Linked DNA regions of Zea mays: all the other regions are linked to region 2. Evidence: chromatin contacts called from public Hi-C data. All regions are on one chromosome and are shown on one strand. The core of a region is the stretch at or near the end of the contact, and the rest is flanking DNA. Distances in the headings are between cores, read along the strand shown.

What was found. Hi-C and Micro-C count contacts between places; a contact is called where the count stands out from the background.
Region 1: a Hi-C map of endosperm shows a contact between it and region 2, with 3 times the contacts expected there. The contact joins the promoter of LOC100274613 here to the promoter of LOC100280056 in region 2. A contact is called at or near these places in 2 of 25 Hi-C or Micro-C datasets (ear and endosperm).
Region 3: a Hi-C map of ear shows a contact between it and region 2, with 2.8 times the contacts expected there. The contact joins the promoter of LOC100276818 here to the promoter of LOC100280056 in region 2. A contact is called at or near these places in 5 of 25 Hi-C or Micro-C datasets (ear, endosperm, leaf and 1 more).

What each region holds. Positions count from the first base shown.
Region 1 is chr10:26,831,557-26,835,042 of Zm-B73-REFERENCE-NAM-5.0, reverse strand. It overlaps LOC100274613, which reads right to left and starts at 1,471. Exons shown (of 1, transcript XM_008664401.3): 1 at 522-1,471. The coding sequence starts at 1,142. The coding sequence ends at 897.
Region 2 is chr10:26,694,501-26,697,857 of Zm-B73-REFERENCE-NAM-5.0, reverse strand. It overlaps LOC100280056 (VIN3-like protein 1), which reads right to left and starts at 1,497. Exons shown (of 4, transcript NM_001152996.1): 1 at 1,279-1,497. The coding sequence starts at 1,315.
Region 3 is chr10:26,482,574-26,486,048 of Zm-B73-REFERENCE-NAM-5.0, reverse strand. It overlaps LOC100276818, which reads right to left and starts at 1,463. Exons shown (of 6, transcript NM_001150527.1): 1 at 1,182-1,463; 2 at 543-763; 3 at 155-258. The coding sequence starts at 1,291.

The DNA of each region.
Region 1 (3,486 bases), core at 222-2,721, 140 kb before region 2:
CCCTGATACTGTTATGCCATCTAGAAAACAAAACGTCCAAAATTTTATATATTATAATGATGTTTGTCATTCCATATCTTACGTTTTATACTAATTTTTAACTCTCGTGGCAACATATGGGCACATACCTAGTAGACTTTGAAGGAGACAACTGTAGTAAAATGTGATGATTTTAGGCATTTAAACTTTGAAGGAGGCAACTGTAGTAAAGCGCAGCACACCATCCTGTTGGAAAGCACAAGTTGAAAAAATGCTCCTATGATAGACTTTAAATAAAAGATAGAGCTATTTTTTTGTCATGTTTGTCTTATTAAACAGGTCGAGTCCTAGCCCGTTTAGAAACGACCATGCTTGGACTAGACCGAAAACTCTAAACGAGTCTGACACGTCGTCAGTACTGGGCTAGGCCTGAGTCCACATAGAGCTAGCCCGGACCAGGCTCGGATCAGCCCAAATAACGGACTACGTGCTGGGGCCGCGGGCCTCTGACCATCTATATTAGATTTTATTTGATCTTATAATAAATACTACTCCTATATACTGTTTATATAACTCTCTTCACCTAGATATTACAACATATTACATACTGTTAAATATATACACTCCTCTGACTCCACCTACGTATTAGGTAGGTCCATCTCCTACGTACTATATACTGTTTGAGCTTCACCGACTCCAGCTTTTCTGACACCGCTAACGTTCACCTCATAAAAATGTTTAGGGAAACCTCCCCACTACTCTCACAACATACACACATAATAGCCAGTGCATCCAGTTTTTTTCCTCCACTGCTGAGGTGAGAGCTCTAGGAATCAAAGAGGACCCGTAGCAGGATCGCTCGATCGATCATTGGGTCGATTGGGGTTCATCGAGACTGCCGAGCAGAAAACATGCATTCACATCCGCTCCAGCTGCTCGTTGTACACGTCGCGCGGCTGCGGCACCCGTTCGTGCGGCAGCGGCAGCGGCAGGGCGCCCTCCGCCTCCACCGCAGCCGCCTTCTCGGCCTCCCGCTTTGCCGTGCTCCGGCTGGCACCGTCGCCTCCACCCTCCACGCACTTCGCTCCTGCAGGCCCGCCGTCGCTGGGAGGACGTCGCGGGTCCTCGGTTCTCGCCTTTGCCGCCTGCGCCTCCATGTCCATGGTGGTGAGGTGTTCAATTCAGCGGGTGCACGGTGCACCTGACGCGTGCGTCTGTGCCCTGGCCTGTGCTGTTCATTTTGTATCCTCCGCCACGCCACGTGTACATCCACGCCGCAAGCCGGCAACACAGATCTGGAGGCAACCGCCACGTGCATCCACGCGGCAGCGCACTGCACGTGCTGTGCCTACGTGTCCGGGTGAGCATTGCGAGTTGGACGGCATATCAGGGCTGTCAATGGATCTGACATCTAACATAGAACAAAAAGGTAAAGTTAGCCGTTGAAGTTGTGGAGATCTACAGTTTGTCGCAATTTTGTTGTATGAGAAGTACTTGTACAAATAGATTAACAGCGAAGCTAGCAAATAATTTATCGGGTCATTAACATTATCTACTCGATCCGTACTATAAAATTACTTTTTTAACAATGTTTTTCCGTTAGATATGTAGGGGTTGTTTGAATGCACTAGAGCTAATAGTTAGTAGCTAAAATTAGCTATAGACATCCAAACACCCTTTAACTATTAGCTACTTTAGTAAATTAGTTAATAGTTAGCTAGGTATTTGTTAGCCAGCTAATTTCACTGGTATTTTTTAGCAAACTAACTATTAGCTCTAGTGTATTCAAACACTCCCTAAAAAATTGTTGAAGTCAACTGACACCGACAAAAGGGTATGACTCGGCTCCTGAAATAGATCACCTGCTATCCCAAGAAGCCAAGAATATTAAATTACCTGTGTCATGTTGGAGGCAAACACCATGGCTATGTTCCTAGCGTTCATCTTATTGAGCTCTCCTCTTCAACAACACCAGACATTAGCTCAACAGAAAACAGCCCAATTGAGGAGTGCTGCCTGACTGGGACAGCAACAGCGTCATAAGAGCATCTACAAGAACTCATTAGAAAATGATTTCTAAAAATCAGTTTTAAGGGGTATCTAAAAAATATTAGGGTAAATTTTAACAATTTCTCGAACAATTCTCTTAAAAATAGATCAAAAATATTTTAAACTAACCTTTTGGAGATGCTCGCTCAAGGAACTCTCCTTCGGAATTGCATCAAAGCACTTGCTCACGAGAGAGGTCATCGAGGACACCTTTTAGACCTTATTCGGTTAATCCCGTTACTCATGGATTGATAGGATTGTAAAAAATTAAAAAGAAGTTTGACTTGCTTGAGATTTTAACCTACATAATCCCACTCAATCCACATGGATTGAGAGATAACTCAACAAGCCCTTAAGCCTACATAAATTTCGGTGGAACTAGTGTTGAGAGTTATCTATGTTCTAAATCAGTTGAAATTAAGGATGTTTCTAAAACATCTGACTTATATGATAAATATAATATTTTAACATAGATATACATATAATTTAAAGCTAATTTTTAATCATGTTATTAAGAATATTATGAAGTACAAAATAAAATTTTGTATATTTTTTGTGTGCATTATTTTCTCTCTGATGAAAAAACATTCAAATCCGTATATGTATCTGAGATTTATATCAATTATTTAAAAAGATATAAAACAAATTTGAGATTTACTTTTCTAAAAATATTAATAGGCTCAATACTAAAAAGATGAATATAAATTTACATAGCAAATTCTATATGTTATTTATTCACAATCAAACAAATAAGACAAAAAATTTAAGATCCGAATAAGTATCCGGATCCATCCCTAGTTAAAATAAGTAACTTTTATTTTTGTATATTATGTATTTTTTATGTTCGATGAATTATGTAGATTTTATTTACGGTTTATAATCTATGTGTCGGCGTCTCGGACCCGAGGGGGTCCCTGGACCGACGAGTGAGATCGCTGCGTGCCCCTGCCCAGATGGGTTGGCGCGGGATGGAACACAAGAGGTGGGACAAGCCTTGTATTATCCTGCACCAGGGGTGCCGCTCGTAGTAGGGGTTACAAGCACGTCGCGTGAGGGAGAGAGAGATAGAGAGTGGGAGCCCGTTCGTCCGCTCCTTCCCTCGCGCGAACCCCCCTCCAGGATGGCCCTGGACCTCCCTTTTATAGACGCAAGGAGATGGTCCAGACGTACAACGGGGGGCGTAGCTATGCGCTAACGTGTCCGACAGAGAAGTGCCTAAGCCTTGTGTACATGCCAACGTGGCCGTCGGGGGAGAGCTTGAGCCCTGTACACGTGATAGCGTGGCCGTCGGAGGAGCGCCTGAGTCCTGTAGGAGCATAACTGGCAGTGCGGCAAGGATCCTGCTGACGTCTCCTTGCTGCCGTAAGGGGCTGAGAGCCACCGGCGTCATGGTGCACGCGGGGCACCATCATTACCCGTCGCCGGGGTAAGCCAGATGGGACGCCGGTCTTGTTCCTT
Region 2 (3,357 bases), core at 248-2,747:
GACCTATCACAAGGTCTTGTTTTGATCTGATGACACCTAACTTTCCAATACCATGATTTGACAACTACGGCAAGACAATTTGCTTTGGCTCTATGATTTGTTATTACAGCCAGCGTACACAATCAATTGGGCTGTACAGATTTTGTAAACCCAATTTATTGAAGTTGGACTTTACTCCCATAATTTAGGACTTCATAAATTTTTAGTTTACACCAAAATCCAACGGTTTAAAACCAAACCAAATACCAGGATACCCAAGAAGCAAGATAATTTATTTGGGAAACCTAGATTCCAAAAATATTTACTTATTTAGTAAAAAAATAGAACCTCGATTTTGTCATATCTATTATTTTTTAATGCATAAATGATAAAACATCTAGTGGAGAGTTCTTTCGTCTCAAAACTTCACCAAAAAAATGATTTTTTGCTGCCGCACACTAAACTAGAAACATTGAATCGTGGATATTGATGCAAGTGTTGCTGCCAAATCATGAGCCATCCGATAGGAAACTTTAGCGCAGATAACCATTTGAATATGAACCCTTTATGTAAAAAATCCTCTTTTTGTTGGTTACCTAGAACTACATGTAAAGTTGTACTCCTATAAAGCATGTAGACATGGAAGCTTTCGCTTGTACACATTCAAAGCACATCTGTCTCAATTGGAAGTTGAGAAACTGCCCTAATTCCATTTAAAAGCAAAAAAAGGCAGGCTACAATGCATTGATCATTTCAGGTGGAAAGTTTAGTCTTTTCACAGTTAAATAGCAGATAGCACGAACTGAGCCAGTAACATCGTAACAGCAGCAAATAAACCATAGGATTGGAAAAGGTGGAACCCGAACAGATTATTAGTATAGTGTGAAAAAACATACAAAAAAATGAATAGATGCCGCTTTTTAGTCACTATGGATCCTTCATGTAAAAGTTGACACCAAATTGGCCAACCTCACTGGCAGGGGCGTTACAGGGGGCGTGCAAGATAAAATCGAGTGAATTCAATTAAGAGCAAGAAATCAATAACCAGAGTAATTATCTAGTGACTAAATGCATACAAGCATGGCAAGGTAGCAGTACAGCTAAGCGACAACGTACTATGACAGCTAAGCGAACTGAGCCATGGATGACTAAGGACCATGCCCAGCAGCAGCAGGCAAGCAAACAAATCCAACCCCGAACAAATTCGGGGTTGCGGTCGATCGCACACAGGGCATAAAGCGCAGGGCACCCCGCGACCCGGTGGGCGGGCGGGCGGTGGGCCTGGCGTGAGGGGCTTACCGGCGAGTTCCGGCGCATCCCCGCCCGAAGCCGCCATCCCGGCGGCCGACGGGTGGGGTCGGAGGATGGACGGTCTCGCCTGCCAATGGAGCGAGCGTGGTGGGGGGGACGGGCCAACGGCCGGACCAATCCCGTCGAGGCGAGCGGGCGGCGATAGCGTACGTAGGTTGTTAGCGCGCGGCGGCGGAGAGGACTCCACCAAGGGTTTGTGTTTGCTCGATCGAGCGGTGCTGTGCACGCCGGGAAACGACGTCCCAAGTTATTAGCAACTTTGGTTTCGGTCAGATTCTTTTGCCCTTTTTCCTCCCTTTTTTTGACGCGGACGAGAGGTAATCTGACAGATTTGTGGTGCAACTTGCAAGAGGTTGAATTTGCTCGAGAAATGTTAGTCGATTTTGATCGTTCCTTCTTTATATTTCTAAAAAATTCCAATATATTCTATATCTACAGAGGCGGATCCATAGGAGTAAAGTAGATCATGACCTCTCAATTTTATATAACCTCTTATACTTAATGTACACTTATGGTTAAATATAGAAAAAATTATGTTTTGATAGGGGTCTCGTCAGATCAGTCTAGTCCTTCTGACAGCGTCCTTCTCCTCAACCTAGTTCTCGCATCTATCTATTCATCCCTATCCATCCCGACATTGCTCAATCTAGTCCTTTCATATGCCCCCCTTCTCAGTGTCCCTGCCCTTGCTCGTTGTCGTCGCGACGCTGGCCCATCGAGTAGCCCCGATCTCGCTCGCAGTGATGATGCAACCCGTTCCCGGTAGTCGATGAGCTTGGATGAATCAGCGAGCTCTGTCTCTCAACTGAAGACATCGTGTGACCTTGTCCCTTTCTTAGTGCCCCACTTTTTCGAGAGATAGACATTCGATAAGGTACACACGACATTGGTTCGATCAGCAAAAAAATAACGATATGTTTCATAGTTATCTTCTTTAAACTTTTATCATATATGGATATAAAACTTGAATTCAATGCAAAAAATAGTTTTTTATAGTATTACTTAATTTTGTCATGTGGTTTTTTGGCCCCTATAAATTTTGGTCCTGCATCCGCCACTGTATATCTATATCTATTTATACTTATATACATATTATTATATACTATATAATTCACCGGTTTAAAATTTACAAAATTCACTCAATCAAATCACTCCCACACTTGTAACCTTCACTAAATCCACCAATCAAATTACATCCAGACTTAACACATCATCAAAACTAATGATTCAAATAGTTAGATAACACTCTCTCTCTTTTACTTAAATTCAACGGACAATATTTGTCGGTGTTTCGGACCCGGGGGACTCTCAACCGGACCGACTAGTGAATTTTGTGTCGCGTGCCCCTGTCCAGATGGGTTGATGCAAGATGGAACACAAGAGGGGGATGAGGCTTATGTTATCTTGCACCGGGGGTGCTTGCAGTAGGGGTTACAAGCTGAGCGAGGGCGAGAGAGAGAGAGAGAGAGAGGGAGTTCGGCCTTGAGTCGACTGAGTTAGCCTCCTCCGCGTCTCTCCCACTTTTTCTGCATCCGCTCCCCCTTCTCCTTTTGGAAGGCCCTGGACATCCCCTTTTATAGATATAAGAAGATGGTCTAGTTGTACAATGGGGTGTAGCTATGTGCTAACGTGACCGACGGAGAAGCGCTTGAGCCCTGTAGAAGCGTAGATGGCGGTGCGGCATGGATCCTGCTGACGTTTCCTTGCTTCCGTAGAGAGCTTGGGGACTATTGACGTCATGGACGCACGCGGGGAACCATCATTACCTGTTACCGGAGTAATCTAGATGTGACTCCAGTCTTGTTCCTTCGTAGCCTGAGGTGGCTAGCTAGAGGTAGGGTAATGATGTATCCCCTGTAGCGTAGTCGGTCCGAGGCCGAGGTCGGGTGAGGCGGCGACTCCTCCCGAGGCCGAGGTCGGGCGAGGCGGAGAACTTCCCCCGAGGCCGAGGCTGAGACCGAGGCCTGGGGTCGGGTGAGGCGGAGCTCCCTGTTGTGTCCGAGGCCGAACTCGGGAGAGGCCGTGACTTACTGTTGTTAGTCTTACCCTGGTGGTTGACACAGTAGC
Region 3 (3,475 bases), core at 214-2,713, 210 kb after region 2:
TTTATGAGACAGAGAAAAGAGGACATTGATATACGAAAACTAAATTACTGAAAGAAACTAGAGAACCTTCAAATCAAATATAAACTAATAGAAAAAAGGTGAAGTCCCAAACCATCACATAAAAAATATCATTCTTTTTCTCAATATAACTTACCCATTTGAATTTGAACTTAATATCTTCAGACATAATTGCCACTGAGAAAACCCCTAATACAATGGCATGAATTGACTCCTTCCCAATCATTTCAACCATCCCTTCTGAAGTTAGCAAACAATTAAACATCAGACTATGCATTTCAAATCAGTACCAGGCCAGGTTATTACTTCATTCCACAAGATATGATGGCAGATCAGTCACTAGCAAAAGCACTGATAGAATTTGTAATGGCAGTATAGAAAGCTTCAATAATGTAGTATCCCCAAGTACTAGTAACATGCTTATTTGCTGGCATGAGCTGATACTGAACGCAGTCAATCAGGTCTACTGTCTACAGAAATACTACAACCATTAGTGCTCAAATTGACAAAACAAACCAACTTACCCAGGATCATGTCCGGCTGGGGAGAGAACAGCAGCAGGGTGGCATGCACTTGGACGCTGAAATATGGCACCAAGCCATTCATGATTTTGCCATAAGAAACGGGTTCAGCAATTTGATCATTACGGTCACTCCTTTCATATATGGGTTTGCCCTCTTTGTCTTTGCCAATAAGGAATGAAACTTCATGCATCAGCAACACGCCATCAAAACGGTCCACATACCTGATATGAATTGGCACCATACATATTTGCTCAAACAATAATCAAACTAGCTACAGAAAGCTTCATGGCAGCTCGAAAGTGGCATGAAATTTTGGCCAAACAATAATCAAACTTGCTACAGAAAGCTTGCGACAGCTCGAAAGTGGCCATAAGAATGTGACGAAGAATCAACCAAGGGTCCTATAGCCTCATGCATAATCTCTCCGGGGACTGGACACCTAACGATTTGCTCGGAACTCAAGCCTTATAGCGGCTAAAAGGCGACGCTACCCACTCCCACATCCCCAACCATCCCATATTTCGCGTCTTCCTGCGATTCGAACCCGGATGCGTATGAAAACGGTAGGTCAAGGAACACGAACTTTGCAAAACGCATAGGGAGGAGATGCACGGAGATAGGGAAGGGGAGCGGACGCACGTGAAGAGAAGCGCGCTAAGCTGGCGGGATACGGCGTGCCGGACGCGCTTGGCGTTGGAGGGGTGCACGTACACCGTGAGCTCCGCCTCCGCTTTCCGGAGGGCCTCCATTGCGGGCGGCGGCTGCCGGCGAGCTGAACTCAGAGGCAGAGGCGACACGACAGGGCGCGAGGATGCTGCCTGCCTGGACCCGCTCGGTGTTGGAGGAAGGAGGATACGGCGGCTACCGTCCCGCTCGCGGGAAAGCTAGGGCGGCGGCGAAGGAGCTCAGTGTGGGGAAGCTAGGGCGGCCGTGAAAGGGAAGCCAGGGCTTTTCGAACCCAATGGCTCCGGCCCACAGAATCGACGAGGCCTGTTTTTTTTTCCTGGCTCGGGGGGCCAGTCAGGCCGAGGGGCTGCAACTTGCCTCCACGCCTTCTTGAGCCACGCTGTGGAATCCACGCACTAATTCTAAACAATGTTTAGAAAATAACACTTATTTTTAAGCAATTTAGAAACGGTACCAATTTCATTAACGGGGCGTTTGGATCCCTTCATTTTAGAGGAATTGGAATTCACTCAATAAAGTAACTTATTTAGTTTGGAATTTAACATTCCACCACTTTTCAAAGTTCAGATATAAACCTATCTCAAATTCATGGGTGGAGGGTGGGAAATGATTTTATGCATTAGTAGAATTTGTTTCTACTCTGTAACTTATATGACACTCTTCGTCTCACTCCTCTATAGTAAAAATGTAGCACATAAATATCTCCGACATCTTGCTAATAATAGTATATAAATATATTTTGCATAAAACCGAATTAGCTTAATTGATATATGTCTAAATTATTATTATTATAATGAAATTCAATTCCAATGATCCAAACGGGGCGTAAATAAATTTAGAAAACAACACTTTATCTATATTTTTGATTAGTTTATTTCTCGTCTCACAAGAAAATGGACTAAATTGACCATATCATTTCGTAGCCTTATTTTTTTATCTATTTTATCCACAAGAACAACATAAATACATACAAATATATGAGCTATAGTTTTATATTCGTAAGCATAGTGTTCAACATACAAATAAACATATATTTTCTATAAATAAAGAAGTCTAGATTTAACCATCGAACTTCAAAATTATAATTTGAGATGGAGGGAGTAGTTTTTAAAGAATACACAATTTTTTAAATAAGACGAGCGACTTAAGTTTTTTCAAAAAAACAATCACATCAAATAAAAAGGAACAAAAGAAGTATAATGGAAGACCTTTTAGTGAGCTAAGTTTGTCAATTTTAATAGTTCAATGCTAAAGATAACTGGGTTTGAAGTTCAATAGTTTAATCTAGACTTCTTCCTCAATAAAACAATATGTGCCTATTTGTATTTTTAACACTATAAAATAAAATAGAACTAGTATATTTTATCTATTTAATTTTTTATGGACAGAGGGCTATGAAACAAATAGGGGTAATTTGGTCCAATTGTATGCGGTCCATTTGTATGCAAAATATAGATGAAGTATTTTTTCTGAATTAATTTGGTGAAACAAGTGATGTTCTATGAATTGCTTGAAAACAGATGCTATTTTTTAAACGCCGTCTCAAATAAGTGCTATTTCGTGGATTCTCGTGAGCCAGGCTAGCATCCTGCAACATTGTTTGCTTGAGCCAAATACAATGGGCGTGATTGGTTATCATCATAGTGTTAGCTACAGCTAATGGAAGGAGAAGATAGTAGAGAGGGAGCAGAGGTAGGAGACGAGAATAGGAGAGGAATCAGGAAAATGTCGTATTCATTCAGAGTAAAGTTCATACATGCCCCTTCCTACTGTCCAAGCCAACAACATATATACGACTACTTAGGAACATGGCTCACCAACCGGTGACCGAGGGACACAACCCCACACGCTAGAGACTTACTCCTAGACAGGACCACAACAACAAGGCTGCAGTTAGTTACATCAACTCAGGACCTGCGACTCGAATATTAGTGTCTTCCACGCTCACCCGGATGGAGTTCCTCATGTGGAGTATCTGACAATGGTGGTGTAACATTCTCTCCTCCTTAAAATTCGACTTGCCCTCAAGTCGATGTAGAATCTGAGCACATCCATGATCCTGATGCTCTGAGTGAAGCAGCATGTGTTCCTAGGTAGCCAGATCCAACGAAAGTCCTGACCAAGCCAGGAGCACTTGCTGCACAACATGGTTTGGACACCCAAAACCCAGCAGCAAGCTTGAGTGGCGAGACATGTAGCACCGAGTGGGTACGTCTTGAATCTAGAAGTTGCAGGTAGTAAGCAAC